Linked DNA regions of Sus scrofa: all the other regions are linked to region 2. The links are chromatin contacts, called in public Hi-C and promoter capture Hi-C maps. All regions are on one chromosome and are shown on one strand. The core of a region is the stretch at or near the end of the contact, and the rest is flanking DNA. Distances in the headings are between cores, read along the strand shown.

Region 1 (2,735 bases), core at 88-2,587, 390 kb after region 2:
TCGGAGTTCCCGTCTTAGCGCAGTGGTTAACGAATTCGACTAGGAACCATGAAGCTGTGGGTTCAATCCCTGACCTTGCTCAGTGGGTTAAGGATCCAGTGTTGCCCTGAGCTGTGGTGTAGATCGCAGATGCGGCTGGGATCCTGCGTTTCTGTGGCTCTGGCGTAGGCTGGCGAATACAGCTCCGATTGAACCCCTAGCCTGGGAACCTCCATATGCCGCAGCAAGTGGCCCTAGAAAAGGCAAAAAGACAAAAAAAAGGATCCATCGTTGCCTGAGCTGTGGTGCACGTCACAGACAGGGATTGGATCCTGCATTGCTGTGGCTGTGGTGCAGACAGGCAGCTGTGGCTCCAATTTGACGCCTAGCCTGGGAACTTCCACATTCAAGGGGTGCGGCCCTAAAAAGCAAGAGAATAAAAATAAAAAAACCCAGAACCAGCAGGACCTCGCCATCCAAACATTTCTCCTTGTCTGGCACCGACTTTGGTTACCCAGAAATACTACCTGCTCACATCCTTCTAAGATAGAGAAGCAGGAGTACGAATCAAAACACTCATCAACACACAAGAGAGATGAAAGATTAAAATCCTTCCAAGAAGGACAAAAAGCTGGTACCAACGTTCCCCACCCCCGCTCCAGGAGCGTCTGTACTCAGCTCCCTGCAGGACAACAGGCGCGGAGGCTCGGCGCTCCACGCGCGCTCACCACCACCCGGAGCCAGCGCGGCGCGTTTTCCCAGAGGCCCGGGACGTGTCTACGCCCAGGCCCGAACCGAACCGGGTCCTTCCCTGAGAGCCGCAAACGGGCGGAGGTCGCCGCCAAGGCTCGGCCTGCGCTCGGGCCTGTCTGCGTTTACCAAGCGCCGAGGGACCAGCTGGGAAGAGGGCGCTCCCACCTCGAGCAACCGGCCAGCAGCAGCGGCTGCGCGGGGCCGGTGGAGGCTGCCGCGAGCGCAGCGGCGGAGCCAGGTCCGCAGCCCGAACCCGCTCCCCGCACGGCTCCCGCCAGCGGGCGGCCGCGGCGCCAGAGTCCCCGCCCGGGCCCCACTTCCTCCCCCACCGCGCCGCCCGCCCGGTCCGTGCTCACCCGCCGCCCCGGCTGCCGCTCCCTCCGCTCGCGGTCGCATCCCCTGCGCCTGCCTCGCTCGCTGGCTTCCGCCGCCGCGGACACCGGCTCCGGCGCTGGGACAGTTTGAAAATGGCACGGACGGACTATCGCGACCGGCGCGGAGTAGGCGCAGCGGTTGCCTCGGTAACGGGAGCGGAAGACGGGTCGCCGCGCGCGGCGGGGACGCGCCCGATTCTGATGGCGGCGCCGGGCCCAGGCCCGGAAACGAACGGGCCTGGAAGGTGCGGCGCTGCGGCGCCTTCTGGCGGCGGGAGCCGGAACCACCGCGGCGGCCGTCGTCCAGGCTGCGCCTGTCGTTGCCTTGAACTTCCTTGACCTTCGGGGCGCTGGGTTAGAGCCTGTGCAGCCCTGGTCCCTGCAGCCGGTTAGCCTTCACCCTCCGGGGACGCCTGCTCCCCACGTGAACTCAGCCGAAGTACCCGGTTGTCTGTGCAACTTTCCCTGACAACCACCCAACGCAGTTAACTAACTTTGCTCCCGCACCCCCGGCCTCTTACAGATGTCCAGATCCCAATATTATACTCATCCCGTTATGATGAGCATAACATCATTGCGTTTGAGTTCTTGAGTTAGAGCTCCTCTGTCAAACGTCATTGTCTTTGTATGTTTACCTCTGCCGCCCCCTACTGCGCATTCCTGGAGTCAGTTTATTTCACTCAGCTGTTTCTCTAGCACCAACCGCAAGAAACATTCGAGAATGGAATCAAATGTAAATCAACTGGCTATAGAGAACCTGTTCACATTGAGAAAATGCATGGTCGGATATTGGAATTCCATTTGTCGCGTGGAAACTTCTAGATGATCAGAGAGGCGTTCATCGCCTCCTGTTTACTCTTCTCCCAAGCAGGGCATCCATTTTGAAGATGCACTTAATCCTTGTGTATATATATCTCACCTAATTGCTCTGTGGGCCGTGAATAACTTTGTACGCATTCATATATCGCTTTAACCGTTTCCGCAGGGAGCCCTGTCCCTCTTCCCACATCCTTCAATAAGCTGTTTTATGGAATTTCTAGGAGGCAATGAGGCTCCGTGGATGGCTTTTGTAGTCTTGAACACGTACAGTTAAAGACTTTTTTGTTGCCTAGCAACAAATATCTTTTTTGAAAATAGGGAGCCATAAATAAATATCATAGCAAATGACTATGCAACAGTCACCCAGTCCAGAAGACTCTTTGGCTTCCCTTTGTCCCAAACACATAGCCATTAGAAAATACAAAAACTAAAATCAAAGAAATTTAAAAGATGAGTGGGACACTGAAGTTGCAGTCCAGTTTTGCTCCAGATGTCACGGAAGACCAGTGCAGGCGCACTGCTGGGCCGCAAGGCCTGAGGTCAGGGCCCTGGTTCCTCTGGCACACAGAATTATTGCTGCTCAGCACTCAGGTCCTGGCTTTGAGCGAGAGGGTGGGCTGAGGAGGCAGAAAGAAAAAGAAACCAAGCCTCATCTGGGCTCTCTAGGTCCCCCACATCACCCTGAGACAGGAGCCCTGATTGTGGAGCAGACCTGATGGGACCACCATCAAAACTGATAAGCCGAAGGAGGGGGAGCCAGATGCAAAGGGAAAAGAAAAAACTTTGCACTGACAATGAGCTTGCAAACCC
Region 2 (2,700 bases), core at 57-2,556:
GTGCTCTAGGCAGAACAAAGCCGGAACCCTGATCATTTATAACTGAGCAAGGGCTCCTGTGCCATCAGAGCAGAGAGCCACACCCTCTGTTGTTGTTCCTGGGTTCCCAGAATGTGGAAATTCTCTGGCCAGGAGTGCCACAGCAGCCACCCAAGCCACTGCTGGATCCTTAACCTGCTGCACCACAGGAGAATGCCAAAGCCAAACTCTCTGGCAGAGAGTGTTTACAAAACAGCAGGGGTTTGTTTGCAGGGTGCCAAGCAAGGGAGTGGGAGACAGGTCTTAGATCCAGTCTTGGTTTGTAAGCGAGGGGTGCTTTAAAGGGGGAAGAACAAGGAAAATGGGATTAATCACCATTTCTGTCACATTTCTTACTGCTGAGTTGGGAGTCAATTTGTCTCAGGTTTAGTCTCTGGCCAGGTGATCCAGGTCAGTGAGCTCATCTTGCCCTGGAGAAACAATCTAAGTTTGTGTGTTAGTGATGACAATATATACAACAGCGATTTTAGTATATGAATGATGTTATCAACAACAGTGATCTTTGTCATCTGACTGGTTGACTAGTGTTCAGTTACTACAGGATTGAGGTCAGAGGGAACAGGAAAGGGAATAAAGTTACCGAGGAGATTAATCATACTCAATAAGGGAACTCGGTTTTAGGGGGACTGAGTTTCAGCTTCCTCTCTGCTACCAGCACAATAGCTTAGAAAAATTACTATTATTTCTCTTGACATTGTAAATAACTAACTTGCATGCTTCCAATTACAACACCTTCGTTAAAATAGATTTTTATTCAGGCCTGTGGCTCAAGTTACTCTCTCCCCCTCAAACCTGCTTTTTAATAGCTCCTAGTGAAAGCTGAAATTTTGTTATTTAAATTCATCTGAATGTTAGGGACTTCGTTTGCGGGCTTCACTGCTACAGTCACAGTCTCCGCAATGTGGGGAGGGTTTTTTTTGTTTGTCCAAGTGATGAAGTCCAGTCCCCTGCGTATTTCACTCTGGTTTCAATGCTCTTCACATCAACCCCCCGGGACAGCTTTATCCCCACTTTAGAAACGAGGAGGCAGCTGCCCGGAATTGAGGTTTCTTGGCAAGCACAAAAGGGTGCAACTCCAAGCAGGTCAGCTCCAAAGTCCCTGGAAGCTGCCCTCAACGCCTCTATACTAGAGCGGAAACTTGAAAGGAGAGGAGCTGGCGACACCCACACCAACTCTTTTCTCTGGTTGGCCCGGCACTTCCAGGAAGGGGCGAGGCGGGGCGGGGCGGGGCGACGCTTCCTTCCCGGGTCGCTCGCGATGACGTAAGCAAGGCGCCGCGGAAGGACGTCACGAGGCGACGCTGAAGGCTGTTGCGAGAGCCCGCGCTGTGCGGCACCCTGCGGGCCGCGCGGTGGGCCGGCTCTTCCCCCCGGGGCGCTGGTTTGTCTGTGTGCGTGAACTGGCGTCGGGGCTGTGCTGTCGGGACCTCGTCGCCACCCCCTTCCCGCTGACCTCTCCCCGCTAGGCCTTCAGACTGGACTTCCGCGGGAGGCAGTGTCCAGGCGGACGTGTGTGAGGGAGGAGTGGGGCGGCAGCACCTGGGCTGGCTGCGCACAAGTTTGCTTAGGTTCAGGGCCGCCGACAGGTCTCGGCCGTTTATCAGTGGTGCCTGGTGGATGGAGTGGTGCACAGGCTGCCCTGGAGCCCTGTGCTTTCTTCGGTCTGCTGCCTTAGACCTTCTGCTCCTTTCGCATGGAAATGTCTACCTCGTCTTGCTGGCGTGGTTTTGGAAAGCAATTGAAAAAAATCTGTTGGAGGCTATAAAGTGCATTGCTGTTAACGTAGTCGCATAATCTAAATTAAAAAGCCGATGGATACGGGAAAATAAGCTTTTAGATTATTTATCAATCTTTAAAATGGTAAGTCACCATTTAGGAAAGTCACCAAGACCTCTGATGACTAAGTATCAGCCTCTACAGATGTAAATAAAATAGCAGCTGTCCTAAAACTGAATGATCCTGTTACACATATAATCTGTTTATCAGATTTTGCTTGTTCTTTTTTTTTTCCTTATATGGTCCCAGTGTTTGGGCATCCAGTAAGTATAGTACTCTCTGTTGGAGCGAATGTATTTATGATTCAGTTAATGAAAATAAAAACTTAAGACAACAAGAATAGATGTTGCCTTAATTCTCTGTAGCATCCAGTGGGAAACTAGCAATTAAAAAATCTTAATTGTGGAGTTCCCGTTGTAGCTCAGGGGTAATGAACCAGACAGTATCCATGAGGACATGGTTCTGATGCCTGGCCTGGCTCAGTGGGTTAAGGATCCAGCGTTGCCCCTGAGCTGTGGTGAAGGTCAGAGACGCTGCTGGGATCCTGCTTTGCTGTGGCTGTGGTGTCCCCTAGGTTGGGAACTTCCATATGACACAGGTGTGGCCCTAAAAAAAAAAAAAAAAAAAAATCTTAATTGTGTAGATATTTGTGGGGAATGTTGGAATTTGTCATGAAAATGGCATTTTCTAAAGTAATTTTACTCATTTTAGAGTCTTGTCCTTTTCTTTGCTGTCAAGTAATTTTAGTGGTCTTTGTGTGGACAGTTAACTGCTGTATATGTTTTTGCTTTGAAATAATGCATTTTTTAAAATGTAGACTGACTTTTTGTTAAAATCCCGTAGTATAATTATGTAGTATAGGCAATTGTTACTCATCTGCAAACA
Region 3 (2,700 bases), core at 52-2,551, 440 kb before region 2:
TCTCAAGATAATTTACTTAAGCGGAAAGCAGAGTGAAGGACGCCAAACAAGCCCAATCCCCCCTCCCACCCTGTATTCTCTGCACCAGCTGTATTTGCAGAGCCTAGCACATCGCCCGGCACAAGCTGACGTTCAAACATTCGACTATTCAATAAATCCACTACCTCTGACCTTAAGGGAAATCGAGGAGCCCTTTGCTTCAGATGAACCCCAAACACCGGTACTGGTCGCATGGGGGGCCGCTCTTCCAAAACGGGGAGGTGTCACTTATCCAGAAGCAGCCAGTGGAGACAACAAATGTCATAAATGCTGCGCTCCCCGCCGGTCCACCTTCCAAATCCCTGGTTCGTCCCCGGCCCGGGGAAGGCGGAGGGGGGAACGCCTGGGGACCCTGCGCGGCGGGCGGGTGAGAAGGCCACAAACCCTCGACTCGCCCGGCTCCCACGTTTCCCCCTCGAGCGGGTCGCCGCGGTGTTTCTGAGGGGCCACCTACCCTCGTCTGCGTCACACAAACCCACAAGTGGGTCACAAGACGCGAACCCAAAAAAGCACAGGGAGAAAAGACCACCGACGACCTGAGCACCACACAAATGAACCCAGTCTGGGGGTCCCAAAACTTCCTGTACCTCACGCCAGCACCGCCCACTAAGACTCCCCGTAAGATCTGCGCTAGCGTACCAAGCCAGCACCGCCCATGGGGGCGCCTAGTAAGGTCTGCGCTTGCGCTCCAAGCCAGCACCGCCCACGGGGACGGCGCTTAAGGTCTGCGCCTGCGTCCCAGGCCTGCACTGCCCAAGAGGCTGCCGCATACTGTGTGCGCCTGCGCGAAGAGTGAAGCATTTGCTAACGTCCAGAATTGCACATGCGCAAATCGTGGGTTCAGACTTCTCTGGTCAGAAGACATGACTACGGCTACGCTCAGTCTTGGAACCAGATAATAAAGTTTTTTTTAATATTCCACTAATAATGACACCTGAAAAAAACCCAAGTGGATGTATCACAAAAGGCTTTGTGGTTATAATTTTACGGCCTTAGGTGTTATATATTTGCCAGTTACATAGCCAAAAAACAGGAAGAAATGAGATTTCCGAGCTGCAGACAGTACCAGCGGCAGCGCGCTGAAGAAGCCCGGAAGTAGGCAAAGCTTCACTGGCTGCCCAAACTGGCCAACCCAGCGGAGCCCGCACCTACAAAGCCTTTAGCTTCGCTTTAGGTGGGTTCTCGGCATCAGAGGCTTCATCGCGAGATCTCACGAGATGAGACCAGGGAGGAGGAGCCGAAGGGCGACGCTGACCAATGACAACTCTCTGGTCGTCCCAGGCTTTTTCTCGTTTACCGCGCAGCTGGGGCCGCAGTGCGCGCGCGAAGGGGTGGTCCGCCCCTTGCCACCCTTGCTCCTAGGCTGCCGTGTGGCCTCCTGCAGGGAGCCTCTCCCACGGCCGCGCGCCTTTGGCTCCGGGACGCGCTCCTGGATAGGAGATGAGTGGTCAGCCTCTCATCCCAGCACTCGTGGGGCCTGGGCCGTGGGCGTCCTCCGTGCCAGACTGAGACTGGGGTCAGCGAAGAGAGGAGAGTTTTCTGTTCCCCAAGTACATCCCGGAGCCGGAGCCCGCACCGACCCGCCAAGACCAGCTACGAGAGGTGCAGCAGCGGCAAGAAGAGAACGAACGACAGATGCAGCAGCGGCGGGAGGAGCGGCGCCAGCAGAAGCTCCGGGCCGCTCGGCGGGTGCAGCGGGCGCAGCCGGTCGTGGGGCACCCGGACCCGACGGTGGCACCCAGCGGCCTGAACTGTTCGGGATGCGGGGCGGAGCTGTACCGCCAGGACCCCGGCGTGCCCGGCTACCTGCCCAGCGAGAAGTTCCTCCGCGCGGCGGCGCAGGCGAAGGGCGGGCTGGCGCGGACAGTGTGCCAGCGCTGCTGTCTGCTGGTGCACCACCGGCGCGCCCTGCGCTTGCGGCGGCTGGAGTCCGCGCTGGTGCTGTACAAGGTGGACCTGCTTGATCTGCCCGACGCCCTGCTGCCCAACGTGCCCGCGCTCGTGGGCCCCAAGCGCTGATCGTGCTGGGGAACAAGGTGGACCTGCTGCCCCAGGACGCCCCCGGATACCGGCAGCGCATCCGGGAGCGGCTGTGGGACGACTGCCCCCGCGTCGGTCTCCTGCCTCTTGGCTCCCGGAGGTCCCAACACCCCGGCCGGAAGCAGCCGCGGGACCGGGCGGATAAGGCGAACCACTCGGCCAGGTCCCATGCGGTGCTTAAGGACGTGCGGCTCATCAGCGCCAAGACTGGCTATGGAGTCAAAAAGTTGATCTCCGCGCTCCAGCGCTCCTGGCGCTACCGCGGCGACGTCTACCTGGTTGATGCCACAAACGCTGGCAAGTCCATTTTCTTCAGCATGTCCCAGCGTTTTTTGAGGGTTTTTTGGTTTGTTTAATTGTCTTGTAATGTGCTGGTTTAGCAGATTTTTCATTGTAGAATATAAGTTCCGTCTCTTTTTTAGGGCCGCACCCGCAGTATATGCAAGTTCCTAGGCGAGGGGTTGAATCGGAGCTGTAGCTCCGGGTCGCTCAGATCTGAGCCGCGTCTACACCACAGCTTTCGGCAACACCTATTCCTTAACCCACTGAGCAACGCCAGGGATTGAACCTGTTCTCGTGGATGCTAGTTAGATTCGTTAACTGCTGAGCCAGGACAGGAAC

What was found. Promoter capture Hi-C pulls out the DNA fragments that hold promoters and counts their contacts. A called contact is a pair of places that touch in the nucleus more often than the background predicts.
Region 1: a promoter capture Hi-C map of fetal liver shows a contact between it and region 2, with 5 times the contacts expected there. The contact joins the promoter of CEP135 here to the promoter of AASDH in region 2. A contact is called at or near these places in 2 of 5 promoter capture datasets (fetal liver and fetal skeletal muscle), 1 of 47 Hi-C or Micro-C datasets (embryonic fibroblasts) and 1 of 2 datasets of contacts at active chromatin or transcription factors (alveolar macrophages).
Region 3: a Hi-C map of liver shows a contact between it and region 2, with 8 times the contacts expected there. The contact joins the promoter of LOC100626988 here to the promoter of AASDH in region 2. A contact is called at or near these places in 3 of 47 Hi-C or Micro-C datasets (heart right ventricle and liver) and 1 of 2 datasets of contacts at active chromatin or transcription factors (alveolar macrophages).

The regions. Positions count from the first base shown.
Region 1 is chr8:55,249,504-55,252,238 of Sscrofa11.1, reverse strand. It overlaps CEP135 (centrosomal protein of 135 kDa), which reads right to left and starts at 1,337. Exons shown (of 26, transcript XM_021101350.1): 1 at 1,089-1,337.
Region 2 is chr8:55,644,127-55,646,826 of Sscrofa11.1, reverse strand. It overlaps AASDH (acyl-CoA synthetase family member 4), which reads left to right and starts at 1,306. Exons shown (of 15, transcript XM_021101363.1): 1 at 1,306-2,413. The coding sequence starts at 2,405.
Region 3 is chr8:56,082,483-56,085,182 of Sscrofa11.1, reverse strand. LOC100626988 (nitric oxide-associated protein 1) reads left to right here and starts at 1,301. Exons shown (of 4, transcript XM_013978717.2): 1 at 1,301-1,550; 2 at 1,553-2,050; 3 at 2,053-2,700. The coding sequence starts at 1,301. The coding sequence ends at 2,435. The region is part of intron 1 of LOC100621006 (RE1-silencing transcription factor-like); the gene reads right to left.